Linked DNA regions of Zea mays: regions 2 and 3 are each linked to region 1. The links are chromatin contacts, called in public Hi-C maps. All regions are on one chromosome and are shown on one strand. Each heading gives the region's core, a stretch centred on a gene start, on an enhancer-like site or on the middle of the called end of the contact. The rest is flanking DNA. Distances are from core to core; before and after follow the strand shown.

Region 1 (3,801 bases), core at 608-3,107:
GAAGAGGAAGCCATGTCCAAGGGGTTCGTCGGTAGGGCGCTTGGTCAGCCGGGCCTAAAGAGAACCGTGTGAGTGCGAGAGACGGTTTAGGGAGGTTGCGGTGTTCCTCTTGGACATGGCTTCAACACCATCGACCATGCCACGTCAAGCTTCCATGTTGCTGCTGTTCATAGGATCGGTATACTAGATATCCAGATTTTCAACACTAACAGGCACGCCGACAATGTGCTGACGAGGAAGCTTAACGGTGGCACGGACCGCTTTGGTTGCCATACGTAGCTGTGTTTTTTTCCCCCTTAGTACTATTGCACTCACATCGTTTATATGAATATTTACATTTGAGACTGGCTATATTATTAATCATAAATATCTAAAAAAAGTAACTAGATATGGTTCCTTTTGAAAAGTAGTCTAGAAACCATATTGACAAATAGTTTTTTTATAATATATTTGACTCCTCCGAAAAAGCTGATTTGATCGAAAAGACAGAGCTAATACTATTTTTTAAGAAGCCAAAGCTCTACCAAAGGCCTGAATCTGAAGTGGCGGGGACTGCGGACTGGTACGACCGGACAGCGAGCTTAGGCGTGTGGGCTTCGGCCTAGCGGTAGGTAGGCTGCGGCTTGGATGGGCCGGTTGTTAGAAGTAGCGTGAGGCCCATGCTGTAATCTGTTGCGCAAATATAGGCAACGATGGTAGAGAGGGAAAGGTAGGCGAGAACAAGATTACCTGTCTGAATAACTGAAAATCCCACGGCCGTCACTCGTCAGCCGCGTTCTGCGCCATTTCCCAGCCCCGTCCTCCTCCGTTGTTGTTGCTAAATCTATTCCCTGATTCCACTCTAGCTACCGAGTTTCATAGCATTTGTACCTGCCCCGCTCAATAATTCTTGTATATATGACGTCATTTGATGCGAAGATCAGCGCAATATATTTAAGGTGCCCGCAAGTCAACCATGGAGAGAAGGGAAACATGTCAACTATGGTGGAAGTTCACAGTTCGCTGCACCTGTTAAAGATGCCGCTATACCAAGCTGGAGTGCAGGTACACGCACCACTTCCTCATACATATAGAAAAGGAGGCCGCTCTAGCTCTCTTAGTGCGCTCTAGTAGGTAAAAAGGAAATGACAATGTTGCTCAGTAAAATTATGATGCTATTAATTAATGTTTCGCGGGTATGGCGACACGCACTGTCTTGGTGGTCCGGGAGGGGCTCGGAATCTGGAATCTCTGCCCTGCGCCTCTATTTCCTCAATTATATCGTCCATTTGCGTGTGAGGGTAAAGGCTAACGCGCGCGGACATGACGCCCAAAAAGCTCCGTCCGCGGGCGTCCCGACGCTTTGCCACGGCTTTCACCCGCGCCCAATGGCAGCGTAAAGACCACCGGAAAGGAGCAGCACTAGCAATGCCGCCGGACGGGCGGGGGCTTTCACCTGGCACGAGCAAAAGTCGCCGGTGCGGGGCGCAACGCAAAGCAGCACCGGTACCAGCGCAGCGCAACGCGAGTGCAAGTGGTCGTGTCATACAGCCGGCGGCTCCCAGGAGGAGGGAGAAGACGCCGGAACCGGAAAAGAGGGTTGGCTGGGTGGTGAAAGAGAAAGCGACCACAAAGCATCCGGCCGGTGCAACGGAAGGCGCCCAGCGCAACAACGCCCCCCCCCCCCCCCCCCCCCCCCCCCCCCCCCCACTTCGCCAGCCCGCCCGGCGTCGCGTTGGATTCGCATGAATCTTGCGTGTGCCAGCCCGAGTGCTCCCAGGGCCCCGCGCGCGCGCGGCTCCTTCAGGAGCCCCACTGCCTGCGCGCGGCATGTTGCGGCCAGAGCAGCCTGGCTCTGGCCCTCGGCGTGTAGCTGGAGGCAGCACACACACAGGCGTCTGTGCTGCGTAGGCGCGTAGCGTAGTGTACATGGGACAGGGCACGCCATGATCAGCAGACGCAACAGGCGTGGCAATAAAGGCAGTGCGCGACTAAACAAAACGAGGTGGTTAGCGGCCGAGGGACACCAGCCACCGTCGTCATGCTCATGTGGTAGAATCAGTATGTGGAGCAGGCACGCTGTAGCATAGCACCCGCCATTTATTTTTTTATTTTTTTTATAGATTTCAGGCGCTTTTACGCTTTTGTCCTGACCGGACGAGACAGCCCATTCGCCGGCTCTCAGTGCTATCAGAGCAGTGCGATCTGGGCACTGAATCGCAAGCGGAGCTGGACTGCGAGACGGGAGCAGGGGCGAATGATGATTCCTGGCGGGAGAAGTAGGCCCTGTCCAACGGTGCTGACGTGACACATGAGGCAAGTAGCACGGACACTCTGCTCCGGTCCGGTCTGTGTTCCTCGCTGTGCGCTCGGTCGATCCGTCTCTCTACTAATTATATTTTATTTATCTTATCTATTATTTTAAACTTTATTCCATAAATAATATTATTTATAATATAAAACAATATTCTGCACGACTATATATATAATTTGGAGGACACAATCCTAGAGAAGATAAATAGATGAAATCTGATATTTAACCAATTACAACAAAAACTTCGATCCCAAATTCCCAATTAGTTGCTAGAGCAAGATAGAATGTAATTGAAACAACAAGAGGAGTTCTTCTTCCACGTGTTGCTCTTATCAATGCAAAAATGACTTAGGGAGCAACACAAGTGACTTGAATCAAGATCAACACAAGAGAACTTGGAGAGGGAGAGGAAAAAACAAATCGCAACAAAACACACACAAAAAGACACGACGATTTGATTTACCGGAGTTCAGTTCCAAACGAACTTACATCTCCGTCGAGGCGTCCCAAGGGACCAAGTCTCTTTCAACCTTTCAAGTGATTATGAAGATCAAACTTGAGTTCTCTCTTTTTGCCCAACTCATGCCGAGAGGACGAAGTCTCCGCAAGGCACTCCACAAACTCGGAGCCTCTTGCTAGCATTTCCATTCAATAGGAGTTCACAACTCTGAGAACAAGAGCACAAGATCGCAACAACACACTCTTATCTATCACACTCACACAAGGCACTAACACAAAAATGCTCTAGAATGGCTATCGCTTGCTCGATTCTCTCTATTTGGCAATTGAGAGGCTTTTGATCTCTTTGGAGTGTTGCTCTAGCTTGTAGGAGTTAATTCTCATCTCTAGTGTGTTCAATGGGCTGATTGGGATGTATTTATATCCCTTAACCACCCAAATAGTCGTTGAGGACAATCTCCAAGATACGCACTTTCCTCAGGTGCACCCGACCGCCCACAATATAGGTCAGGTGCACCATTGGAGCTCTGTTAGATTGCAAAATCAATGGTTGTTCTAATGGAAGGTTGCCATGTCAGGTGGCACCGGACCGGCACCACCAATCCGGTGCACAACCAAACCCCGCCACGTGTGATGCCATGTCATCTAGCCATTGGAGCTAGGAACTAGTCGTTGAGTCCTGACAGGTCTGGTGCACACCTAATTTAGGTCTAGTGCGCCAGGGTCTTCAGCTCTTCAAATCAATTGTTTTTGCGTAAGTGGTTCGGTGCACCACTAGACTGGTCTGATGCACCAACTCCACAAAGCCTGGGAAAATGCTTCTCTGAGTAACTGGTCTGGTGACCCACCAGACTGTTCTAGCGCACACTGGACTAGGTCCGGTGCACCGCAGAGCAGCTCACTCAAGTTCTTTTTGGGCTTATCTTCTTTGTCTCCATTTGGCAGTCTTTGAGAGCATTTCTATGACTTAGACAAACATATCTAGAGTTTGTTCGGCTAGTTTAAGTCATATTTATTCATTTTTTGATACAACCCATTTAGATTCCAAT
Region 2 (3,801 bases), core at 897-3,396, 220 kb before region 1:
AGTTCTATGGATTTAGAGTCAAGGGGAGATTTGTTGGAATATGCCTCTAATTTCTTTTATATATTTGGAATATGTCTTAGAATATATTTTCCTGTATGCGTATAAATATAGGCCCTCCGTGTAACTTGTAATCTGCGTTTGATAGTGGATCTGTTTCCTCGTTGTTGTTTCTCGTCCATATTGGAGGAGATTTTTCCACGTAAATCTTTATGTATATTTTATTTTCTAACAATATTGTTTGCTAACACCATATCCTAATTCAAGTGGGGGCGGATAATACATAAATATGGATGCGAATGCAAATTTTAGATGTGGAAATGGCGTAGAGACAGCAGAAGCGGATTGAATATGGACTTAAATAGTCAAGTAATATGTGACGTAAATAACTATAAGATTGTCTTGTAGTAGACAATAATCTTACATTGCAGTGTATATATGGTTGCTCACAATTAACACTGAACAAGATGCCATTCTCAAATGATTAATTATTGTCCGATAAGTACATAAAACAACCATATTACCTAATACGAGTTCTCATCTAACATATTTTTTCTCTAAATATTTGAATCATCATTGGTTTTTAGTATAAGGAGGAGAATATCGGATTATCTATTTTAAACATCGGATAATCCACATAGAATTTGCGGATAACGACGGATTTTTGCTAATTACATATTCTATCCTATATTGTCCGTATCAGATTCGCCTAGTTTTTAGCGAGAAACTAGATATGTTTAGCCTGTTTATTAATACACGTACATGTTTGGATAGACTAGAACTAAATCACAGCTGCTCGTCATTAGCGCAATAGTTCCAAACGTATCCTGTGGCAGAAGGATTTTTAAAAAAAATGGCCGGTGCTACTGCATGAGCAAACAAAACCGGGCGCCGGCGTTGCAGGCAAGCTCACGAGGCACGCCGACGCCGTTTCACATCCTGTCGTCTTCATTCTGTAGTACTTGATCACGTCTTTGTCGCCGGGTTAAACGGGTCAATTTCAAAAAGGGGCAAACGTGGTTTTCTCCGTCCCTAGGCTTAGAAAGGACGGGTAAAATCTCGTTCAGATCCATATTGTTTTCTATATTTGACCCGATCGTTTTCGTATTTATGGAAAAATATGGAAACGAGATGGAAACGTTAGAAGATTTATTTCGTCCGTTTTTTGCGGGATCCTGTTTTTATCTGAATTAAACCCGTATTTATTCCGTATTTGATAAATATGGGATGAATCTAATATACATTATTATATAAACTAAAGCTTCGTGTCTTTTGACAAATTATAGCGCAAGTGGCCATTGTTACCATCGGTTCTTTTCAATGACAAATGGTTTAAAGTCTTAAACAACATCAGATGTAGCTAAATATACACTATTAACAACCAAACAACAATAGAATGATGTCTCTCTATATCTATTTGTTTTATGTTATTGTTCTGTCAATCAATCACTAGTCAAACATCAATATCATTTCTATTTGTATTAAATTATGAGTTTCCGTTAATATTTTCGTTTCCGTTCGTTTTCGCAATTCGGTTTATCCCGCTCCCGTTTTGGTTCCCGACTATTTCGGAGCCGATTCTGTTTCCGATAATAAACAAGAGAGGTTTTTCCGTCCGTTCGTTTTCATCGCTATTCGCACCTGTGCGCAACATTGGCGAGCCTGCCCTAGACTAGACCGGCTGTTCACTTGAGAGCGCGATAACAGGGCTCCTTTTGAAATTTGTTTGGTCATGCAGCAAAGCGCTGTTGTTCCGTCACCTCAGTTGTAAAAAGAGGCGTGATTGCCTACAGAACTAGCCTCGCATTCAAACGGAAGGCAAAGGCGACTAGGCGAGCAAGAAAGGGTTGTTGATCCCTGATCCCCCCGTCGCCACATTTTCCACAGCGCCTTTCCGCCCTCGCCATTTCCCGCGAAAGGCACACGGCTGCCAAGGTCTCGGGCATCAGCCAGACCGCCAGAGAGCCTGAGCTGAGACGCCCAGAGGAGGGGGGGAAAAGAACAGCTGATCCATCGGGGCGAGGACGGGCCGGAACGACGAGCGAGCACGAGAAAGCGCACCGTTCATGATTGCGGTAACGTGCGAGTCGATTCGCCTCGCTCGGCTTTCCCGGTCCCCGGAGCTCGCTCGACCACGGGGGCACGGGCACGGTGGCGCCGCGCGCGGGCGTGGACGGATCCGATCGATCCCCCTCGAGATCCTGTGGCGCGGCCCTGCACTGCAAAGCGGCAGAGAGGATCGAAGCGCGGGCGCTTTACCAAAATTAGAGCTCGGCGATCGGTTTGGGCGATCCGCGCCCTCCTCCTCACTTGTCCTCTACTAGCTCGCATCGCATGGAGTAAAGGCAAAGCTCTCAGAGCTCACCGCATCGCATCGGTGTTCTTTTTCCGCTTGCGCTCAGACGCGCGCTTACTTCCATGCTCCCGGCGCCGATCCCTAGACGTGGAGACGGAGGAGGAGGGTGGGTGGGGGGGGGGGGGGGGGGGAAGCATCACAAAGCGACGCTTTGGCGTGAATCGTGATTGATGCGCCACATAGCAGAACCAGCGTTGCGTTCGGTGATGGAGGATTGCTCCAACGGGCGATGCTTGCTTGCTGCAGCAGTGAGCCAACGCCCAACTGCACACAGGACAGCACAAGTCACTGGATCGTGATCGACCAGCTGGGAGCCTGCATTCCTTTGTTCGTCGACATGGGACTGCATCCCTGGAGCAGGGAACGAGAATCCAATGCCAGCGAGAGAGAAGGGGAACATGAGCATTCAACCCGATCCACCAGAAGCCTGTCATTAAAATTACTACTGCTCCTACGCCTGTCTCTGCCTGTCTTTGAAAACAACGGCTCGTCAGGACCGAGCAGCAAAGCCTCCCTCGAAGCTCGCGAGGAATGGCAGGGAGAAGGGCCCAAACAGAGAAGAAAAAACAACTTCTTTTTTCTGGCCTCAAAGCTGGGATAGGAGGACTTGGTAGTATTTGCATGGGAATCAAATCAAAAGCGCCGGAGAAAAGCAACGGCCCCGCAGCTTTAATCGCGCCTCTTTCCCTTTCTCCAGCCCAGCCGGGCTTGTTCGGTTACACAAATCCAGAGGGGGATTAGAGGGGATTAAATCCCCTTCTAGTAAAAAATGACTATAAGAAGATTTAATCCCCTTTAATCCCCTCTGGATTGGTGTAACCGAACATGCCGTGTCGTTGCCCCGTAGTGTGGCTCGGCGTAGCGACTGTAGCCGTAGTGCTTGCTACGAAGTCGAAGATGCCGCCGCCGCCCGTCGCGTACAGTCAGTTGGTACAGCGCCCGGTCGCTGCAGGAACGCATGCTCTCCCACCGCACACACGAGTACGCGGCGGCGCACCGCGCACGCGCGCCGCCGCCGCCGCGGGGTGACGAGACGAGCTGGCATCTGGAGGAGGCGCAGGCGCCTAATCGCTCGCATGATGACGGGGGTTATGATGATCAGAGACCGCTTTTTGACACCGGAACCATCATATTCATACGCGATCGCGATCGACAAAACCTTTCCGAATTCTTTGCCTGATCATTGCAGCCCAGCTTGGATCGCGGGGGCGCTGTCTGTCCGTCCGTCCGTCCGGGGGAGCGCCCGCCGCCCGCCCGCTCCTCTAATAAAGGCCAAAGCGCGATGGTCACGGAGGCACGCGCGGAGGTGACGTGTGTTGGCTTTCCTCCAAAGGCCAAAGCGCGATGGTCAAAGCTTCAACGAACTTGCCAGGCAGCAGATGGATATGGGTGGTTTCGAACAGCTTTCGAGGGGAGTTGGAATTCACTCCCTAGATCTCGCAACTTCT
Region 3 (3,801 bases), core at 502-3,001, 160 kb before region 1:
GCTCGTTCGCCCTGTTCCCGTAGATGTACCTACCCAAAACAATGCTTCCTTTTTTTTTGTCAGGATTATGTTTTTGGAACGAATCCTTTTTTTGTCAGAGTTAATGGCGGACTGCAAACGTTTCCCCTTTTCCTTTCCATGTTTGCTGTGGAATGATTTTAGTTTTAGAGTGACATGATGCGTGTTTCGAGCCCGAGGCAGCAGAGTTTGTTCTTCAGAAAGTAAACTGACCTCACCTGTAGGCAATTTCTACAGACTGCAAGGTAAAGCTGTGAGTAACAATTTACCTCAGTCCCTTCTGAAGCAGGCCGGTTGATTTGCTGTAGCAGCACCGTGGTTTCTTGGTTTGGGTCCTGGCAGACATGATGGAAGCTTTTAGAAAGGCAGGGAGAGAGAGAGAGAGCAGAGGACAGAGGGTTGTCTACTTGTACTAAGCATTGTAAGATTCAGTCCAATAACATCTCAAATCATATAGTTGCTGAATTGGATGTTCCAGTGTTGCGATGCTGGTTGGACACGAGAAGAGAACCAGCACATGATGCCGACCGTCGGCAAGTTGGGAGGGAACTGGTAGCTACTGGCCTACTGCTACTGACCGTTATGTTGTCGCCGCAGCCGTCTGTTGCTTTCTCTCCACCGCTGGCAGCCTTGTACCTCTCGATCAGCTCCTCCATGGTCCTGCAGTTGGACGGTTGGACCGGCAGCTCGATCATCATCGGCCAGCAGAGCAGAGCGCATACATGTTGGACGACAAGGACGGTGTACCTGGTGGTGCCGATGTCCGATGTGGGGGTCGCAGAGGACGGAGAGCTCCCAGACCTTCTTGGGCAGCTTGCCCTTGCCCCGCGCCATGGACGATCGGTGCGGTGCGGGTGGATCGGTGTCAGCTTGGCGCCTTGGGTCAGCGAGGAAAGAAGGACATAAGGGACATTTTTCGGATCAGTCCATGTTAAGCAAAAATGATAAAAATGTGGTATCTTTTAAAATAATGGCAATTCCGTTATAGATACAATGAAAATGGTTGTCATATGTAAGGGTGATAAATAGTTAAATTTTCGTTGCGATGTGTCTCTCTTTTGCTTTCTACCGCAGGAAGTGGATCCTTTGTTGTGCATAGGATGGCACCAGGTACATACCATCGGATAGTACTATTTCATATTTGTACACATTAAAAAAATTATACATGTTGAGTTACCCATATATACTCGCAGATATAAAATCTTACCCATACATGTACCCGCGTAGGTAATTTTACTCGTCGGGTAACCCGTACCCGCTAGGAAAGTTTTAAATTTCAATATACCAATCACTCAAAATATTAAATACATATACAAAAACAAGTTCAACTTCACATATAACAAATTATATGATTACATAACTTGGAAGCTAGGTAAATAATAGCTAGAGAGAGTTTTATTTTAACTAAGGTAGGTTATATTAGATGGTTAGAGTGGTATTGATACTGGTATATTTTATCTATGGGTAGACGGATATGGGCAGTCCAACTCGTACCTGTCTATCCAATGGGTAGAGGTTCTTGCTCATTAACATATCAACGAGTAGAGAAATCATCTCATATCTGTCTTTATATCGAGTAAAATCCATCGGATAGTTGGGTTCTGGACCCATTGCCATCTCTAGTTGTGCGCTTGGATGCGCCGAAAATATGGAGCCCCCCACAAGGTGACACGAAGCCATGAATCAGGCCGAACAGTTTGGTATGTTGGGCTGAATAGAGTACTGAAAGATAGCTGGGCCGTAATGAATGACCACGTACAAGTCCACGAAATGCTACCGATCGATGATGATTGAAGGTGCGGAGGTCGTCCGTCCATGCATGGCGACATTTTTCTTCTTCTCTTTGATAATGACACGGTTCGATGTCATCACTCACCAACGCTATTATTATGGGATGAAATGATGAGCTACTGTTTGGGGGGGGGGGGGGGGGGGGGCACTTTCTCTGTCGCTGTTGATTCATGTTTGTTTGTTTGTGGGTGAAGTGGAAATGAGATGTGTACCCTGTAATTACTGCTTTAGCGCTCCGTTTCCGTCTGCGACGAGGATCTCCGAGCTCCCCTTGATCAACGCAGTGATCTATACTTACCCACATGATGGCACGACTAAACATGTCTTGACCTAACGTAATTCCGCAAAAATAAACGCGGCAATACTCGGAATCACGGCGCAGGACTGCACAGCCCACATGTTGCGAATCCTTTTTCCTTGAGGCTTCAGCAGAATCGTCGGGATCACACGTCGCATCCATTCCACTAGGTAGGTGAATGAATCATCTGGCAGTTTGCCCCCCTCACATGTGCCCCTGCTGCCTGTGCTCGGGCGGGCGGGACACCAGAAACGGCCTGCCCCGGCGGGGTATGCCCATCCCCCCCCGCTGTCTGTCAGGACTCAGGAGTAACGCCGCAAGCAGACGAACATGCTGGGGCAGCGACCAGCGACAGCGAGCCCAGCCGAGAGCCGATCATCAGTTCCGATAGCGCAGTTAATAATAATACTGCCCATTTGGACCGCGAGACGCGTCGCTGTCGGCGCCACCAGAGCACCGGCTGCGTGCCGATGCAGCGTTGCTCTCCTCGCTAGGGCTGGACAAAATGCTCGCGGCTCGTCGGCTCGCTCGGTTCGTGGCCAGCTCGGCTCGGATCGGCTCGTTTGAATTTTTTCGTGATCTGAGCTGACATCCTAGCTCGGTTCGTTAACGAGCCAGCTCGGTTTGTTAACGAGCCAGCTCGTGAGCTAAACGAGCTATCACATTTCAGCAAAACAAAACTATATACATATCATTTACGTAACAATTGATGAATATGTTATATGTATGTGTGGTGTTTATAACCTATAAGTTAAACTAATGATTGATGAATTATGTCTATGTATGAAATTGGTCTATACGAATATAAGTGTGGGTTAAACTGCTGAATATGTGTGTGAATAGTGAATTGATGAGTGATGAGTTGTGTTAATTTGGTGTTATATTGATATGGTCTGTGAAACTATGAGTATAATTACTAGTTTATGTTTTAAATTAGTTTGAAATTAACTAGAAATTGATTATTATACATATATTATTTTTTTCTGCTCTGGCTCGCGAGCTAAACGAGCCAGCTCGAGCTCGTAAACGAGTCGAGCCGAGCTGACTCTGTAGCTCGCTACCTTAACGAGCCGAGTCGAGCCAGCTCGTTAGCTTAACGAGCCAGCTCGAGCTCGAACGAGCCGAGCCGAGCTGGCTCGATATTCAGCCCTACTCCTCCCCAGACCCCAGCCCCCGGCAGGCAGCATCTTCTGCGGGTGAACGCAACGGGGCTTGGGACGGGAGTCAGGCTTCTGAACTCGAGCACAGTGAACACGGGGGCAAAAAAAAAAAATACACACACACACAAGCTTAAAGACAGGGCTGCACGTACCGCGCGCAGCAGTACGGGGTTTGCATACATAGCACTGTGTTTGCGTGAGGTGCTTGTTCCAATGTTCCATATACTCCGTACACTGTAGCGCAGGGCCGCAGGAGACGTCGCTGGCTGTGTTCAATGTACAACTAGTCAACTACTTGCTGCGTTACGACTACGAAACGACTAGCTGGATTTGTTCTCGGCGAAACGCGCGGCCACTAGGATTAATTTAGGTCTCACTCTCATGTTCTTCCATACTTACTGTAGTTAGTAATGGCTCTAATAAAATGTCAACAATATATATATATATATATATATATATATATATATATATATATATATATATATATATATATATATATATATATATATATATATATATACACACTAGGTGAGT

The links. A called contact is a pair of places that touch in the nucleus more often than the background predicts.
Region 2: a contact with region 1 is called in a Hi-C map of tassel, with 2.3 times the contacts expected there. The contact joins two enhancer-like sites. A contact is called at or near these places in 2 of 25 Hi-C or Micro-C datasets (ear and tassel).
Region 3: a contact with region 1 is called in a Hi-C map of ear, with 2.1 times the contacts expected there. The contact joins two enhancer-like sites. A contact is called at or near these places in 5 of 25 Hi-C or Micro-C datasets (bundle sheath, ear, leaf and 1 more).

The regions. Positions count from the first base shown.
Region 1 is chr3:183,591,852-183,595,652 of Zm-B73-REFERENCE-NAM-5.0, reverse strand. No RefSeq gene overlaps it. Among protein-coding and RNA genes, the nearest start is that of LOC103650999, 8.5 kb to the left of the region's middle. Within about 2 kb of position 1,857, at least 18 of the 20 cell types and tissues checked have an H3K27ac peak or open chromatin away from gene starts, as enhancers often do. A contact at or near this core is called in bundle sheath, ear, leaf and 1 more, where this site is marked.
Region 2 is chr3:183,807,231-183,811,031 of Zm-B73-REFERENCE-NAM-5.0, reverse strand. No RefSeq gene overlaps it. Among protein-coding and RNA genes, the nearest start is that of LOC103651003, 26 kb to the left of the region's middle. Within about 2 kb of position 2,146, at least 16 of the 20 cell types and tissues checked have an H3K27ac peak or open chromatin away from gene starts, as enhancers often do. A contact at or near this core is called in ear and tassel, where this site is marked.
Region 3 is chr3:183,754,916-183,758,716 of Zm-B73-REFERENCE-NAM-5.0, reverse strand. No RefSeq gene overlaps it. Among protein-coding and RNA genes, the nearest start is that of LOC103651001, 5.9 kb to the right of the region's middle. Within about 2 kb of position 1,751, at least 18 of the 20 cell types and tissues checked have an H3K27ac peak or open chromatin away from gene starts, as enhancers often do. A contact at or near this core is called in bundle sheath, ear, leaf and 1 more, where this site is marked.